2 separate regions of the Mus musculus genome follow, and region 2 is linked to region 1. The links are chromatin contacts, called in public Hi-C maps. All regions are on one chromosome and are shown on one strand. Each heading gives the region's core, a stretch centred on a gene start, on an enhancer-like site or on the middle of the called end of the contact. The rest is flanking DNA. Distances are from core to core; before and after follow the strand shown. Region 1 overlaps Acsl4 (acyl-CoA synthetase long-chain family member 4). Region 2 has its middle 17 kb from the start of Gm25915.

What was found. Hi-C and Micro-C count contacts between places; a contact is called where the count stands out from the background.
Region 2: a Hi-C map of uterus shows a contact between it and region 1, with 2.8 times the contacts expected there. The contact joins two enhancer-like sites. A contact is called at or near these places in 3 of 39 promoter capture datasets (the 3T3-L1 cell line, 3T3-L1-derived adipocytes and the C10 cell line), 2 of 15 datasets of contacts at CTCF or cohesin (CD8 T cells and pro-B cells), 17 of 484 Hi-C or Micro-C datasets (8-cell embryo, CD4 T cells, CD8 T cells and 10 more) and 9 of 115 datasets of contacts at active chromatin or transcription factors (the 230-238 cell line, CD8 T cells, the HPC-7 cell line and 4 more).

The regions. Positions count from the first base shown.
Region 1 is chrX:142,368,259-142,372,383 of GRCm38.p6, forward strand. The region is part of intron 1 of Acsl4 (acyl-CoA synthetase long-chain family member 4); the gene reads right to left. Among named protein-coding and RNA genes, the nearest start is that of Acsl4, 20 kb to the right of the region's middle. Within about 2 kb of position 1,898, at least 64 of the 459 cell types and tissues checked have an H3K27ac peak or open chromatin away from gene starts, as enhancers often do. A contact at or near this core is called in Th17 cells and uterus, where this site is marked.
Region 2 is chrX:142,466,233-142,470,549 of GRCm38.p6, forward strand. No RefSeq gene overlaps it. Among named protein-coding and RNA genes, the nearest start is that of Gm25915, 17 kb to the right of the region's middle. Within about 2 kb of position 3,024, at least 87 of the 459 cell types and tissues checked have an H3K27ac peak or open chromatin away from gene starts, as enhancers often do. A contact at or near this core is called in Th17 cells and uterus, where this site is marked.

The sequences.
Region 1 (4,125 bases), core at 648-3,147:
CAGCCTCTCTCCCCAGCCATCCCTGTCATTGCTCAATGGGCACATGAACAAAGTGGCCATGGTGGTCGAGATGGAGGTTATGCTTGGGCTCAGCAACACGGGCTTCCACTCACCAAGGCTGACCTGGCTACAGCGGCTGCTGAATGCCAGATCTGCCAACAGCAGAAACCAACGCTGAGCCCCAGATATGGCACCATTCCTCGAGGTGACCAGCCAGCAACCTGGTGGCAGGTTGACTACATTGGACCACTTCCTTTGTGGAAAGGACAGCGTTTTGTTCTTACTGGAGTAGACACTTATTCTGGTTATAGATTTGCCTTTCCTGCACGTAAAGCCTCTGCTAAAACCACCATCCACGGACTGACAGAATGCCTTATCTATCGTCATGGTATTGAGCCAGGCGGTGGTGGCAAACATCTTTAATCCCAGCACTCGGGAGGCAGAGGCAGAGGCAGGCGTATTTCTGAGTTTGAAGACAGCCTGGTCTACAGAGTGAGTTACAGGACAGCCAGGGCTACACAGAGAAACCCTGTCTTGAAAAAAAAAAAAAAGAAGAAGAATGGTGTTTATAGATAGGAGAAAAACCAAGAACAGCAGCATCTAAGCAACACTTCAAAACGGAAATGTCCAGATTGCAGAATTATAGGTGGCTTTAAAAAAAAAAACGTTATCCTTAAATTTGTCTTAGATCTTTTTAAAGCTTCCACAGAGAATATAATCCATGTTTCACTAATAATAAGAAAGACTTTCAGTTAGTTCTAATTTATGCTGATATATTTCTCTGTGTTGATAAGTGACAATCAATATATCATCCCCAAAGGTAAAATTTGAACCAACTCAGGAGAATAAGTGATACTTAAAAAGAAGCCAAGATCTGATTTCAAATATACTAATACAATTAGATTGAATACTTCCTCTGTTTTCTTTTTTTCTTTAGGGTGGGTGAGGAGGGGTTCAAAATGGGGTATCTCTGTGTAGCCCTGGCTGTCCTGGAACTCACTCTGTAGACCAGGCTGGCCTCGAACTCAGAGATCTGACTGTCTTTGCCTCCTGAGTGCCAGGATTAAAATTGTGCACTACAGCCACCCGATATTTCCATCTTTCAACCAGATTTAAAGTCAAATCAACAACCTTTTTCTTATTATAACTATAATGCTGTTTGCTAAGACTAAGCATCCTTGCCATTCCCTCTGTTAAAATGAAACTAACAAAGGCATGGTGTGGCTGCAGGTCAGGGGAAGAGTGCTTACCTAGTAGGCCAAGGGCCTTATTTTCATCCCTCTGCACAAATAAATGAGCAAATACTAGCAAAAAAAAATATTACTGTTGTGGTCCCACGAGTCACCCCAGAAATATTTCAACTACCACTAAATAAATAGATGCCATTAAAAAGCCAGCAACTATGAAGCGTCCCACACACAAATGAAAGTGTTAATAATGTCTGGAGTCCACCGCTCCATCTATCTTTCCTATTAAAACAAACAAGAATACAAATGATAGAAGACAACTACATAATATAATACTTAATAACCCTTTTAATGTCTGTGTGTAGACTACAGAGTATTGCTTTCTACACTGGTAATCAGAGGGTCTTTGAAGGGATTTCAATAGTGAACCCTTTTTTAGTACCTCTTGTTTAATATCTGGCCTCTGGAAACAAACATGAAACTTTAGAGACTATCACTTTACCAAACACAGTCTTGCTTTGAGACACTGCAAGGAAATGTGATACCTTATAAATGTGCCCTGGATGATTTCACAAAGTAGGACGCAGAGAAAGGCTGAATCATTTCTCTCCCTCAAAGTTTTCATTTCAGAATGTTTCAGGCAGCCGTAAAGCATCATTAAGTAATCTCACTTCCTGTAAGGTCAACGGGTCTCTGAAAGTGTCCTGCAGTAACCTCAAGAGGGCCGTGCTGCAGGAAGTTCACAATCCTGACGACTAGGCAAGAAAGCCATGTGCTATGCACAGGAGTTTATTGCAATACACAACAAGAGATTTACTCAAAACAACGTTGCCTTCCACGTTAAAGGAAACTTAGCTATAACTGCACAGAAGTAACACTTGAGAAGCTAGATTCCAAAAACCATGATTTATCACGAAGAAAGGAGAATCAGCGTGGTCACATCTCCAAGCTTCCCAAGAACTGTAGCTGAGCTGTCATCCTACAGTAGAATCAGACTCCTCTTTTAGAAAAAAAAAGTTGTCTCTAGTTATCCCACATACAGAAAATACAGATAGATGTATGATCACTATACTGAAAACACTTGCAGGTTCAAACTCTTCTTTGAATCCATAGTCATGTGTCATACATGAGTAACAAGAACACTAGCTACACAGCATTAACCTCACTGTCTCTTCTGTCTGTCTGTCATCCCCTACTTCTCCTTCACATATGTGTGCACATACGTTATAGTCTTACAAAAGCTACAATTTTAGCTTATGTACAACTGAGCATTTACAATCCACCTAAAATCTACAATAATGCCTTGATTCCAAATTAAAATCTTCATCTTAAAAGGATTAAGGATTTATTTTTTTTTTTGTATTTATATGAGTACACTGCAGCTGTCTTCAGACACACACCAGAAGAATGCATTGGATCCCATGACAGATGGGTGCGAGTCACCACGTGGTTGCTAGGACCTCTGGAAGAACAGTCAGTGCTCTTAACCACTGAGCCATCTCTCCAGCCCAAAAGTTTATATTTTAAGATGAAATAAAACATATGCAGTGGAAGAAATATCTCCATTTAATTTTTATTTTTACATTCATGCAAGTTTAAAAGACAATAGTTCAAATATTGAAACTGAGTTCCAATTTAACACTGAAAATCAAAAAAAATATGTTGACAAGTTAACTTCAGAAATCAAACAAAATTTCTACCTTTTGCAGATTAATGAACATCTTGTGTTCTGGAGGCTTTTTTTGGCAGTAAATAAATAAATAAATAACATAATATAATATAATATAACATAACATAACATAACATAACATAACATAACCAGTTATAATTTCCCATCTATACTTTTCTGGAAACCTTAGCAATGCATATCAAATAATGCTTGTTTGACTACCAGCCAATGACAAAAGACTAAAGCGAATCTGAATGTTTGTAAACTAATGCAGACCCTATAAATGCCAGCTGCTGGAATAGTTAATTCTCTGGGTCTCCAGTGCAGCCTCAGCATGCTAAGAAATGAGAGCAGAGCTCTCACCGGCTCACAGGCACCATGCTTCACCCGAGCTTAAGGCAGCCCAGATGAAAGGCAGCCTGCAGAACAAACAGGGGTCAATATGCCACAACTAGACAACTTATGTTCAACTGCTGGCTGGGCCACTTACTGGAGGCTGGTGACCTCTTAGATCCAGTTACCACAAGTATAAAATAGGGAGAGCACGGCTAGTGCCCACACCTTTTGCCATGATGAACTTATAGTTTCTCAAAAGCAATGACTTCTGGTCTTTCACCTCCTTTCCTAGCACATCATTTCTCTTCTGTCAGGAACATTCTATTCTTCCCTTTTCCGGCTTCCTTTACATCTTCATTTAAGCAGTTCTGGTAGAAAGCCCTCTCTGACTGTCCATCTGTGTCACATGCATTTGACACTGGCCCTCAAAGCACTCTGGAGCTCCGCACTTAAACTTCTACTTGTGGTCTCCTGCTTTAGTTCTCTCATTATTTAAGATGAAGGCCATGCTTCTCTTGATCACCACTGCAACACTGGGGAGCACCATACGGGTACAGGGCAGACTCCAAGTAGATGCTTAGTTAAGTGTTCCTTAAATGAATATTGAATGAAATGACCAGTCAGACAATGGCAAATAACAGCAAGAGGAAATTGAGGAAGAATTTCTAAGCTACAGCTTTCATGCTACGCTGAAGTATGAGCTCTTCACATATTACAGGAGTGTTTCTTCTTATACAACGAGAAGTTTTCCATTAAACATCAAAAGAAGTATCATATTCTTACCAAAATACAAAATAAGTGCCCTTTTGTGCAAAGAACCATAACTTCATAAAGCAGAGCAAACAAGAATCCACTCGGTATGTTTACGCTTATTATTAATATCGTGTCCCATATTCCAAAGTCTTTATTTAAATAGACTATCAGAACCACGTT
Region 2 (4,317 bases), core at 1,774-4,273, 99 kb after region 1:
AGCTTTGAAACAATTTTAAAATAATACAACAAAAGAACAAATATATAATTCCACTTACATGTACCTAGTATTAAATTATAATAGCCTAATTCATAGATACAGGATTTAGAGTAGCAGTAAATTTTGTTATTTTACCACAATTTTGCAAATATAAGGATTTTTTTTTTAAAAAATCCTCATGTAGTAAATTATTCAGCATAGCCTAAGGTAATTCCACTCATAATGAAGTCAAAATAATGAATTCTCAATAAGACTAATTGAGAAACATTTAGGGTATTTGGGTTTTTGTTTGATTCTTTATAGTGCCTGAGATTGAAGCCAGAGTCTTGTGCATAATAGTCAACTATATTCTCAGTGCACACAGTATTTATTAGCCTTTCAGCAAAAGTAATGCTTTTTAAAAAGGTAGCATGAATGGAGACGCCCACAGCCAAACAGTGGATGGAGCTTGGGGACTCTTATGGAAGAACAGGAGGAAGGATTGCAAGCCCCAAAGGAGATAGGAACTCCACAGGAAGACCAAGAGCGGCAATAACCTGGACCCTTGGGACTCTCAGTCTGAACCACAACCAAAGGCTGGGCCTAGGCCTCCCTGTGTGCATATATATATATATATATATATATATATAGCATATGAGCAGCTTGGTCTTCATGTGGGTCCCCAACAACTGGAGGGGGGCTATTCCAGAATGTGGAATATGTTCTTCTACCTAGGCTGCCTTGTCTGGCCTCAGTAGGAAAAGATGCACCTAGCCTCACAGAGACTTGAAGTGCCCGTTGGGGGAAGGATGCCCAGGGGAGCCCCCATCTGCTCAGAGTAGAAGGAGGGGGGAAGAAGGATTATAGGAGGGGTGTGGCCGGGAGGGGGGCAGTGAGCAGGATGTAAAGTGAATAAGCAAAAAGTAAATTTAAAATTAAAAAAAAAAAGAAGAAAAGAAAAGGCTTCCAGATATAGTGTATGAATGCTGCAGAGATTGATGAAAACCCCCTTCCCCGAAATAAAGTATACATATTATAAAAAACAAAACAAGGCAGCATGAACCTGGCAAAAGAATACATTATGGAGAAGTGGGGGGTAATAAGAAAATAGGTGGAGCACAGGGGTACAGTTTGGAGTGAATATGGCCCAACAATCAAGAGTTTAATCTGATTGAAAGTTCTGTGTGTGCTTCAGAAAACAAGTGGGAGCTATGGCTAATTGTGTGGCACGGAGGCCGACCTCAGAAAACCTCAACCATGAAGCAGACATTTGAATGTTGATTAGTAAGGATTCCTTGTATTAACATTGCCATTTCACTCCATGGTTTTATTTGCAGTATTGGGGATTTGAACCTGGAGCTTTGTGCATGCTAGGCAGGTACACATCTAACTGTAGAGCTTTGAAAACATCTATAATTTAATTCATTGTGATGTGCTAATGAGCTCGGTTTTGCTCTATAGCACAGTTACTATGGCAAGAAGCTATATGGTGAATAAAAGGAAATTTTCTGAATTGTTTTTGTACCTTCTTGAGACTATTTAAGACTATTCTTGAGATCATTTAAGCTTGTAAGATGTAAGATGTAGAATAGTGGTTGTGGAGATCTGTGTGCATGGTTGTTTTAAAGGAGAAGAAATAGAGACAGTGAAGAGGCTCTAGCCAGGTTGAGCATAGCGAGCATGACTGTTGCAGGCCTTGCCCTTCTCCCCCATTCCCTCTGCCTTGCTAAAAAAACCAGTAGATTACATTCCTAAAGCTAGCCATCAAGGTCCATTCCCTTATTTGGCCACTTCCTCCTCCTGAGGCTGATTACTAAGGTCCAGCTATCAAAGTAGTGAAGTCCAGCAATCAACACCCCCACCCCCGCTCCCTGGGGCTATCCTAACTAACCTCTGCAATCAAAGGTAAACACCTCAGCCCTGCACAATGGTTCCCCTTTTACCTTCATAGACTGCCACTTGCGCATGCGCCTTATCCATCTCCTCTCTATCCAGAGGCAGTCCTTTGTCCCTCCAGAACAAAGACCCCTTCCCGTCTGTCCCTTCCCCCATTTCTCCCTTCTCCCTTGTTTTCTTCCCCTTCTCCCTCGTCCTTTGTCCCCTATCTTTGTCTCTTTTTTCCTGCCCTTTGTCCCTCTGAGACAAGTAAATCTTTATGCTGAGAACTTGGTCTTAGGGTATTTGATCCCTTCAGGCACGATGAGAAAATGTGATTGCAAGCAGAAAGTTCCTTGTTTAAGTCCTACAACTTGATTCAGATAGAACAGAGTCTGGTCCTGGGTAAACCAATGTGTGAGCTCAAAAGTGGCGTGCTGAGTGAAGATACTTGGTTTGTGGACAGTCAGCTATTCAGGGGTGAGTCAGCCCCTGACTGGTTTATAAAGATTCTGTGAGCAATTTCATCTGCTCAGCTGTTGAACAAGTAAACCCAAACTTGTGTTAGAAAACACTGCAGAAATACCTCTGAAGGTCTGTACCTACACAGAGCCTGGAACAACCTTCTCCAGTAAGTGAGTGAGCACCCATGTATACAAGATGCCTACGTGAGTGTAGGTGATGGACACGCAGAAGCCCATTTCATTTTCCAAGAGGAGTGTGGTGGCATTTCCTTGTAATCCCAGTACCTGAGAGCTGCAGGCAGGATAATTAGGGGTTCAAGACCAGCCTGGTCTGCATAGCAAGATGGAGGTTAGCCTAGGCTACAGAGTTACTTTTGTATCACAAAAAAGAAGAGGAGGCAGTACCCCACTAATCATTCTAATATTGACTGTTTATCCAACTATAGCCATTCACTATTCAAAGTCGACAAAATCAAAGAGCTGAATGCCAACAAATAAAACCTCTCCTTGTTTCTCGTGTTTCTTGTCTAGAAATAGATTTTGTTTTGTGGTAAACATTGAGTTAAGGGACAAGAAGTAAGAGGGCATCCTCCTTATTCATCTCTCAACAGGTAGCTGTTTCCTCTTCTCTTTGCCCTTCCCCCCACTAGCACATTATGACCTCAGCAGAGCCACTGGCGAAAACCCCACCAACTAGTTCAGCTGGTTGCTAGGATACAGGCTAAAAGGAGGAGGGAGGATAAGGACGGGAACCAGAAGCTCTTTCATGCTCTATCTTTCCCCCCTGGCTCTTCTGAAAGTTTCAAGTTTCTAGCTTTCATTCCATTTGGTTGTCTCCCTTCAGCATTTATTTCTGGAGGCAAGGACTTCTGCCAGTTCGAGTTTATGGTCTGCCTTGTACAACAGCGGGCTTCCTTCAACGATTCTGACTTTGCTCAATTATCGTGATTGTTACAGTTTGAACTACAGAGTTAGAGCAGCCAGTCATGAATAGTCAGAGGATTTATCACTTAATAGCTGAACTGTTTGGGTCATTAAGGGGTAGGAGAGAAACAGCCAAGTGATTGTTACTCCTGCAGAAACTGTAACAAGATGATGCCTGTTTGCTTCCTGCTGTCTTCCTGCACTCCCCTCTGTAAAAAGATGGAGATCTTTAGTTTTGTCTTTCTGACTTTTGAGGTCAGGAACCCTAGTTTGGAGAGAGGTAAAGGTCATTGCAGGGTGAAGGGAAAGCAGAGGAAACCGGTTTGGACTGCCTTCAGAGTTAAGCACAATACTTTTGCTTTTTACAGATCACTTCAGACTAGGCCTTTTTCCAAGATCATTTTGAAGGAATTTGCATAGTTTCCTTATAGTATTTGCATTAACCCAGGCAGGTGGCAGGATTCTCAGCTTCTCCGCTGCGTCTATGTGCTTCCAGTGAGAGGACAGTGAATTTGCCAAGGGCACAGAAAACGCAAATGTTTTCAGAACTCAAGCCTCACCCACCCAGTGACTGATGAGAGTCCATAGGTTTGAGATGTAGCTGTCGTTCTACAGAACAAAACATTTACTATAGTGTCAGGGGCAAAATATAAGCTCAATAAAAACTGTATGCTGGGGTTATATGTAGAACAAACAGATCAGGGAGATAGCTTCTCTGAACTTTTCATAGAAGCTGAGCTGAGCAACTGTGACCTCCTCTCAACCTGTATTCTTTTTCCTGTGCCAGCTTTGTGGTAAACCAAGGGTGTGTATACCCCTTATGACAGGAGATATGAGATAAACAAAAATGGGTGGCAACTTTCTATATGATACTCTAGCTAGCAATTGGGTCATGGCATTCCCTTCACTGCATTATTTGCTTTGCAATAAACATGTTCTCTAATTAGCAGGACATAGCAGCACACGCCTTTAGTCCCAGCAGTTAAGAGGCAGAGGCAGGCAGATTTCTAAGTTTGAGGCCAGCTTGGTCTACAGAGTGATTTTCAGGATAGACAGGGCTACACAGAGAAACCTT